Regions from separate parts of the Zea mays genome. Here region 2 is linked to region 1. A link is a contact called in public Hi-C data. All regions are on one chromosome and are shown on one strand. The core of a region is the stretch at or near the end of the contact, and the rest is flanking DNA. Distances in the headings are between cores, read along the strand shown.

Region 1 (3,878 bases), core at 1,014-3,513:
AGTTTATTGACTATACTACTGCAACTTTATGAATCATTCCAGTAGAAGTACACTTAAGCATTGTTTCTATCAATAAAACTATGTTTTGAAGCATGCACGCACAAACAAATCAATCATTTCTTTACCTATCGTGTCAGTCATCAGAGTATTACATGAACTACATGACATTACTGCACGAGCAAGGATGATTGGAAGCAGACAACATATATAAGTGTATGTAATGAACTAAGACAGGATATGAAAAAGATTCAGCCAGGCAGTTCTTATACTATTTGCAGTAATACAAGTGTAAGAATGTAAATCAGATAGTTGGAGGTTTACTCTAGAATTAAGTAGGACTTGCCTTATGGTCTCCTTCTGTTCACCCTTGTTGTCAAGCATTATGAGCTTTGGTGGCGAACCATAAGAATAACGGGTTTCCACATATGGGAAGTCGTCTTTATCTTCTTCGAGGAAGCCAACAACTTCTGGATAAAATACCAGTTTCCTCATGCACACCTCAATAATTGCACCAGAAAATGTGAGCTGAAACAGGCAACAGCAAACAGTCAGATGTTATATCCAGTAGAACTAAAGAACCTTCTAAGACCCATGCTCATCCAAAAAAAGAGCACTGTTTAAGTCTTATTTACTGGCGCTATTCAGGGCCTCTAACATTCAAGTAATGCCTTGAACATATGTCATTATTTCAGCCCAATAAAGATCGATACTCATTTTGAAAATGATACATGTATGGTCATCCCTATAAGATCCAATAACTATTCAGTATCGACATAAACCAACATAAAAACTTGAACTGTAAATCCTAAAACAAAGAAAGGCACAGCAGGTAAAAGATATAGTCTTCCTTATGCCAATTCATGGAGATTCATAGTTAATACCTTGCTGATAGAATCATCTGAATCCTCGGTGCAACATTTATGGCAATCCTCCACCAGCTCTGCACAGAACCAAAGTGTTGTTTAGATTTGAAACAATCATATGGCATAACGCATAAATAGCAGATGTGGAAATGAGTCCACCCCTAGTTTCTTTGCTGTGACTAATGGAGTCATGTAGCAACTGGAACAAAAGATATTGCAAGAAGCAACAAACAGAGCTGGCAAAATATATTCCTCCAAATTAAAGTGTTCAGTTGGTGACAATAAGGTTGTTTCCAGTCCATTCTGATGCAGGTAGCTTCAGCTCTTTGACTCTGTCTTCAAGACTAATATTGCTCGGCTTTTATAGAAGGCAGATTAAGGCCTCGCATCATCTGGATAACACGAGTTCAGAGTTCTATAGAGTATAGAGTGCTACTAGGGGGCTAACCCAAATAGTGAGGACAATGCATAACCAGCACCACCTGATCTACAATTTCTGAGCTAAGAGCAAAACCTAAAGTTTTTTAGTCCAATCAACATAGGTTCATAAAGCCTCCACTAATCCCAGAAATCCATTTCGCTGCCCGTTTCAAGTTTTATTAAAAGAAAAAAAAAACGAACCTCTCATCAGGACTGCAAAAAAAAAGAATCGTGGGGAAATCTGAAATCCATCAATGCTCAGTGAGCTAATCCTAAAGTTCTCTCGTGATTTAATACGATTCGTCAACTAGGTCGTGGTTGGTATGTCGTCTAAAAATCGCTCTCAACAGTAACCACCCTCAATAAGAAGGTTTGGCATTTAAAGTGATCCGATTTCTAAGCCTGCCTGCAAGATACGCAGCGAACGTCAAACCGCTCCTCGCAGATTCCACATCCGAGATGAGAAAGCTGACATATTCGGAATTTCGGATCCGAACGACCCCTCCCTGCTCCTACGGCTACGTGTTCCCGGTTGAGATCGGAAATCCAATCAGCACTCAGCAGCAGCGCACCGAGTGCGTGGTGTCGCGCGCCGGAGGGACGATCCGGGCGTACCTTGGTCCTTGACGAACTCGGAGAGCGCGTTGCAGTCGGAGCAGAGAGCGAGGCCGGTGAACCCCAGGTCCTCGCACTCCCTCGCCCCGAGCCGCTCGCCGCGGCAGAGGCCGGAGCAGCACACGAGGACCAGGGCGACGGCCGCCGCCGCCACGGGGAGATACGACCGATCCATATCTCCTCCCCCGCGCCCCCCGACTAGCGTGCTGCCTGGACTCCGGAGCTGCCGCAAGCACCACCACGACGACGACGACGACGACTAGAGGCAGGCCGGCCGTGCGGTTTCCGGCTTCCCCTGGTCTTTCGAGCCGTGAACAAGCGGCCTGCGGTCCGCGGCGTAGATGGGCCTTCTCTGTATGCAAGATGCAGATACGGTCGGGCCTCGATATGGTTCGGCCCAATTTTCCATTGCTCGCTGTTCAGGTCCAGTGCGGCCGCTCGGAACTGACTAGTAGAGTATCTCTATAGATTCTGAATTCTGAACTCTGAATCTGACTGAAGCCTGGAGCCCTGGACCATCACGATCTGTGTAGTGAAAATCTGAGAAAATTGAGTGCGTTTATTGTTCGTCGCCAATAGCACACCATGCCATCATGAACTCATCGATCACGAAAATCCAGCCAACATCACCACTCGTCCGTCAGTCATAGGGATGGCAATGGGTACCCGAAACCCGATGGGTAAAAACCCTATTAGAGCATGGATATGACAGATTTTGATATCCATAAGTATTTTATTAGGTCATTTGTTATGCCCATCGGGTACGGTGGGCGTAGGTATGTTCTCTGTTGCCCCATACTCGCTGTCCGATGGGGAACCCGCTAATATATTCAAATATTAAGTATTGTGTATTGAACAATTAGATTTGAAGGCATGATTTTGTCCACAATTTTATAGAATCAATGCTATGTTTTATGTGATTTGAAGGCATGATATTGCCATTTAATGTTGAATATTGTTGAACCTATGATAAAATTAGGTTGGGTTCGATACATTTGTTATGCTGGTACTTATTTTTGTGATTCAAATAATCATGTCTATCGTAATGTTAATGGGTATGAGTACCCGACGGGTACCCGCTACCCATGGTGGGTATGTGTATGGCGTAATTTTGTACCCACGATAGGTAGTGGGTATAGGTATAGGTCAATTTTTTTCTAGTGGGTATGAGTATGGCTTCGTATGTCCACCGGGTACCTTACCCACTGCCATCCCTAGTCAGTCGCACTGATCAGCTCGCGGCAACAAAGCACAGGCAGAACTGGGAGCACGGCATGTTCCGACCACCGTCCACATGGCTCGGCCCTTCTTCTTGGGCACGCACGCCGTGTTGCCATGTGATGCAGCGAAGAGGCTCCTGCTCCTGCTCCTGCGATGCACACGCTGTCCGCTGGCTGTAATCCATGCAGATGCAGGTGCAGGTGCGTGGGTTCAGACTTGAGAGCTGGAAGCCCACTGGTTTTGAACACCGTCCTTGGCACCACTGTACTACTAGCTTTGTTTAATCACGTCGGGTCGGCTAACCATAGATTAATATCGCCGTCGGTGTCCGGTGATTGCATCTCGTCTCATGATCGATGATGATTGATGAGAGAATGAGAGCTCGCGGTTTTCACGCGTCGGTCGGTGCGGGACAGGTCAGATTTGCCATCTCTGACGGAAAAACAAATTCTAAAGTTCTCAACTTCATCAGCGGCTACTTGTTTTAAAAATTTTCCTCCTTGCGTCGTCGGGGCAGATCAGGCCTGAAAACAGCGTGACTCGATCGGGCGTCAAAAAGGTGACGAGACAAAGCCGGCCGTCAGGCAGGCAGGCTGGAATACGAGGAAGCAAGTCAATACACGGGTGCTCCTTCCCTACACCCTATCCTAGCAGGCAGAAGCTGGCTTTGGCTCGCGGAAGAGGATTAAAAGAAAAAAGTCGAAGCCATCGCTGTTGATCTAGCTGGTGGCTGCTGAAGTGGGGCGTTGGAGACCAGGA
Region 2 (3,878 bases), core at 977-3,476, 210 kb after region 1:
CTCACCGGACAGTCCGGTGCACACCGGACAGTCCGGTGAATTATAGCCGTACGTCGACGATGAATTCCCGAGAGCGATGAGTTCGCCTGTGAACGGCCCACCGGACAGTCCGGTGCACCACCGGACAGTCCGGTGCACCACCGGACAGTCCGGTGAATTATAGCCGTACACCGCCGTCGAAGTCCCGAGAGCAGCCACTTTGCTCGAGCCAGCCTGGCGCACCGGACACTGTCCGGTGCACCACCGGACAGTCCGGTGCACCCAGATTGAGCAGTCTTTGGCTGCTCGAGCCATCTCTTCTCCAACTCGATTTTTTCTGTTTCCAGCACTTAAACACAATACATTAGTCCATAAAACAATGTACTAAGTCTGAGAAACATACCTTTATCCTTGATTTGTACTTTGTCCACCTTTTTACACTTAGGCACTCGTGTTGGACACTAAACCACCAAAATACTTAGAAATGGCCCAAGGGCACATTTCCCTTTCAGTATGGTGGAGCGAGCCAGATGGGACACCGGTCTTGTTCCCCGTAGCCTGAGTCAGCTCGGGGTAGGGTAATGATGGCGCCTCCTGACGACGTGGTCGGTCCGTGCCCTAGGTTGGGTGAGGTGGAGGCTCCTCCGAGGTCGAGGTCGAGTCTGTCTTCCAAGGTCGAGGTCGAGTCCGGGCCCCCGGGTCGGACAAGGCGGAGACCGTCGGCTGAGGCCGGGGCTGAGTCCGAGCCCTGGGGTCGGGCGAAGCGGAGTTCGTCGTCCTTCGGGGCTGAGCCCGAGTCCAAGCCCTTGGGTCGGGCAGAGCGGAGTTCGTCGTCTTCCGGGGCTGAGCCCGTGTCCGAGCCATGGGGTCGGGCGAAGCGGAGTTCGTCGTCTTCCGGGGCTGAGCCCGTGTCCGAGCAATGGGGTCGGGCGGAGCGGAATTCGTCGTCTTCCGGGGCTGAGCCCGTGTCCGAGCCCTGGGGTCGGGCTAAGCGGAGTTCGTCGTCTTCCGGGGCTGAGCCCGTGTCCGAGCCCTGGGGTCGGGCGAAGCGGAGTTTCCTATGACGTCTGAGGCCAGACTTGGCTGCTGTCAGCCTCACTCTGTCGAGTAGCTCAGCAGTCGGAGCGGAGCAGGCGGCGCCGTCCTCTTGTCAGACCGGTCAGTGGAGCAGCGAAGTGACTGCGGTCACTTCGGCTTTGTCGACTGGAGGGCGTGCGTCAGGATAAAGGTGTCAGTCCACCTTTGCATTAAATGCCCCTGCGATTTGGTCGGTTGGCGTGGCGATATGGCCAAGGTTGCTTCTTGGTGAAGACTGGGCCTCGGGCGAGCCGAAGGTGTGTCCGTTGCTGGAGGGCGAGACGTAGATCCTCCGGGGTCGGCTGCCCTTGCTTAAGACTGGGCTCGGGCGAGGCATGATCGCATCCCTCGAATGGACCGATCCTTGACTTAATCGCACCAATCAGGCCTTTGCAGCTTTGTGCTGATGGGGGTTACCAGCTGAGATTGAGGAGCCTTGAGGGTACCCCTAATTATGGTCCCCGATAAGCACCAACTATTTCCCCCAAAACACAGATGATCTTTGCAAGTGTCCTTCAATGTATAAAATAATTTAATGAAGTATATCGATGATCTGCACCATAGAAATTAGATTTTATTTTACAAATTATATTGCTTCTTATTTGTTTGAGTCATATAAAATTTTGTTATTTTTATTAATTGTGTATTTTTATAGTTGCTTAATGACGCGTTTGATGAATTTTTCCTTAATAAAACATCATGTTTTTATTCTAAATAAAAGTATATAAAAAAAGTTGATGTAGCGCTCATGTGATTATAAACTAACGATAAAGATTATGAATTGCAGCAGATAAAGACTAACGACAGTCTACAGTATGATCGATAACCTAACAATCGTTAGGCCTTGTTCGGTTTGAATTGGATTGAGGGTGATTAGAGCGGATTAAATCGAATTGTTAGGGTAAGTAGATCCAGACTTAATTGAGCCAACGTCGACTAGTCCTCTATAGTTTACACACGGAGACGTGACGCACGTTGTTTTTCACTAGGTCCAGCCTTAATTGCGGCGACATCCAGTACTAGTACTAATACACTGTAGTTGGCACACACGGAGACGTGTATCACGTTGTTTTATTATTTCGAATCATCATGCTCAACCTCGACATCTTATTCTTCATGAGGCCGCAGTTCGTCTCCCGCTCTATAAATAGCTGGCCTGCTCGCTCATCCATCACTCACTCACTCACTCATTCACTCACACAGCAAATACCCACAGTCCACAGCAAGAACCGAAGATGTTCGGAAACATCGGAAAGATCCCGATCATCGGCGACCTGACGGGCAGCAACAAGAATGCGCACCTCAAGGGCAACCTGGTGCTCATGCGCAAGACCGTGCTCGGCTTCGACGTCACCAGCATCGCCGGCTCCCTCATGGACGGCCTCGGCGAGTTCCTCGGCCGCGGCGTCACCTGCCAACTCGTCAGCTCCACCGTCGTCGACCCCAGTAAGAGAAACCGACAAAAACAAAACTAGTAGAACTACGGCTACGGGTGCTGACCCTGAGACAACCATCGCGACGAAAACGATGACCCATCGAGACAACGAGCGGATCTAGCTAGAGTCTGGACAAATTAAGAACGGATAATTACTTTTATTTACACTAATATGTACAGTATGCAGTAGTAGGTACTAGTAGCAAGGAGTACATTTTACACGCCGCTCTGAATGATGATATTGACGCTGACCCTGACGTTGACCGGCGCCGGCGTGTGCAGACAACGGGAACCGCGGGAAGGTGGGTCAGGAGGCGAGCCTGGAGCAGTGGCTGCTGCACCCGCCGCCGCTTCTGGCCGGCGAGGACCAGTTCCGCGTCACCTTCGACTGGGAGGTGGAGAAGCACGGCGTCCCGGGCGCCATCATCGTGAAGAACAACCACGCCTCCGAGTTCTTCCTCAAGACCATCACCATCGACGACGTCCCCGGCCACGGCCCCATCGTCTTCGTCGCCAACTCATGGGTGTACCCGCAGTACAAGTACCGCTACAACCGCGTCTTCTTCTCCAACGACGTGAGTACCCCGTCGTCCGTCTCCGTCCATTAGCGAACCAAGGAGCAGAGCCATCGATCGGTTGACATGAACACACACGCATTCTCCTTTCTATGCGACGTACGCACACGCAGACGTACCTCCCCAGCCAGATGCCGGCGGCGCTGAAGCCTTACCGCGACGACGAGCTCCGCAACCTGAGGGGCGACGACCAGCAGGGCCCGTACCAGGAGCACGACCGCGTCTACCGCTACGACGTCTACAACGACCTCGGCAACCCCGACGCCAAAAACCCGCGCCCCGTCCTCGGCGGCTCCAAGCACCACCCCTACCCGCGCCGCGGCCGCACGGGCCGGAAGCCGACGCAGACAGACCCCAACAGCGAGAGCAGGCTGACGCTGACCGACGGCGACGTCTACGTGCCGCGCGACGAGCGCTTCGGCCACATCAAGAACTCCGACTTCTACGGCTACACCATCAAGGCGTTCGTCGACGGCCTGGTGCCCATCCTGGAAGGCTACCTCCTCGGCATCGAGTTCAACTCCTTCAAGGACATCCTGCAGCTGTACGAGGGCGGTATCAAGCTGCCCGACATCCCCGCCCTCGAGGAGTTCCGCAAGCAGTTCCCGCTACAGATGGTCAAGGACCTCATGCCCGCCGGCGGCGACTACGTCCTCAAGCTCCCCATGCCCAAAATCATCAAAGGTTAATAAATTGAATCTCACGCTGGCTGGTGAATCATTAATTTCTGGCGTCATTAAAATGTCTCTTACTCCTCTGTTGGGCTCCCGCGCCGCAAGCAGAGGACAAGAAAGCTTGGATGAGTGACGAGG

Evidence for each region. Hi-C and Micro-C count contacts between places; a contact is called where the count stands out from the background.
Region 2: a contact with region 1 is called in a Hi-C map of bundle sheath, with 2.8 times the contacts expected there. The contact joins the promoter of lox2 here to the promoter of LOC100282317 in region 1. A contact is called at or near these places in 4 of 25 Hi-C or Micro-C datasets (bundle sheath, leaf and leaf mesophyll).

Annotation. Positions count from the first base shown.
Region 1 is chr3:173,088,934-173,092,811 of Zm-B73-REFERENCE-NAM-5.0, forward strand. LOC100282317 reads right to left here and starts at 2,264. Exons shown (of 4, transcript NM_001351129.1): 1 at 1,899-2,264; 2 at 882-940; 3 at 344-525. The coding sequence starts at 2,073.
Region 2 is chr3:173,294,422-173,298,299 of Zm-B73-REFERENCE-NAM-5.0, forward strand. It overlaps lox2 (linoleate 9S-lipoxygenase2), which reads left to right and starts at 2,227. Exons shown (of 6, transcript NM_001112503.2): 1 at 2,227-2,502; 2 at 2,774-3,066; 3 at 3,180-3,750; 4 at 3,849-3,878. The coding sequence starts at 2,292.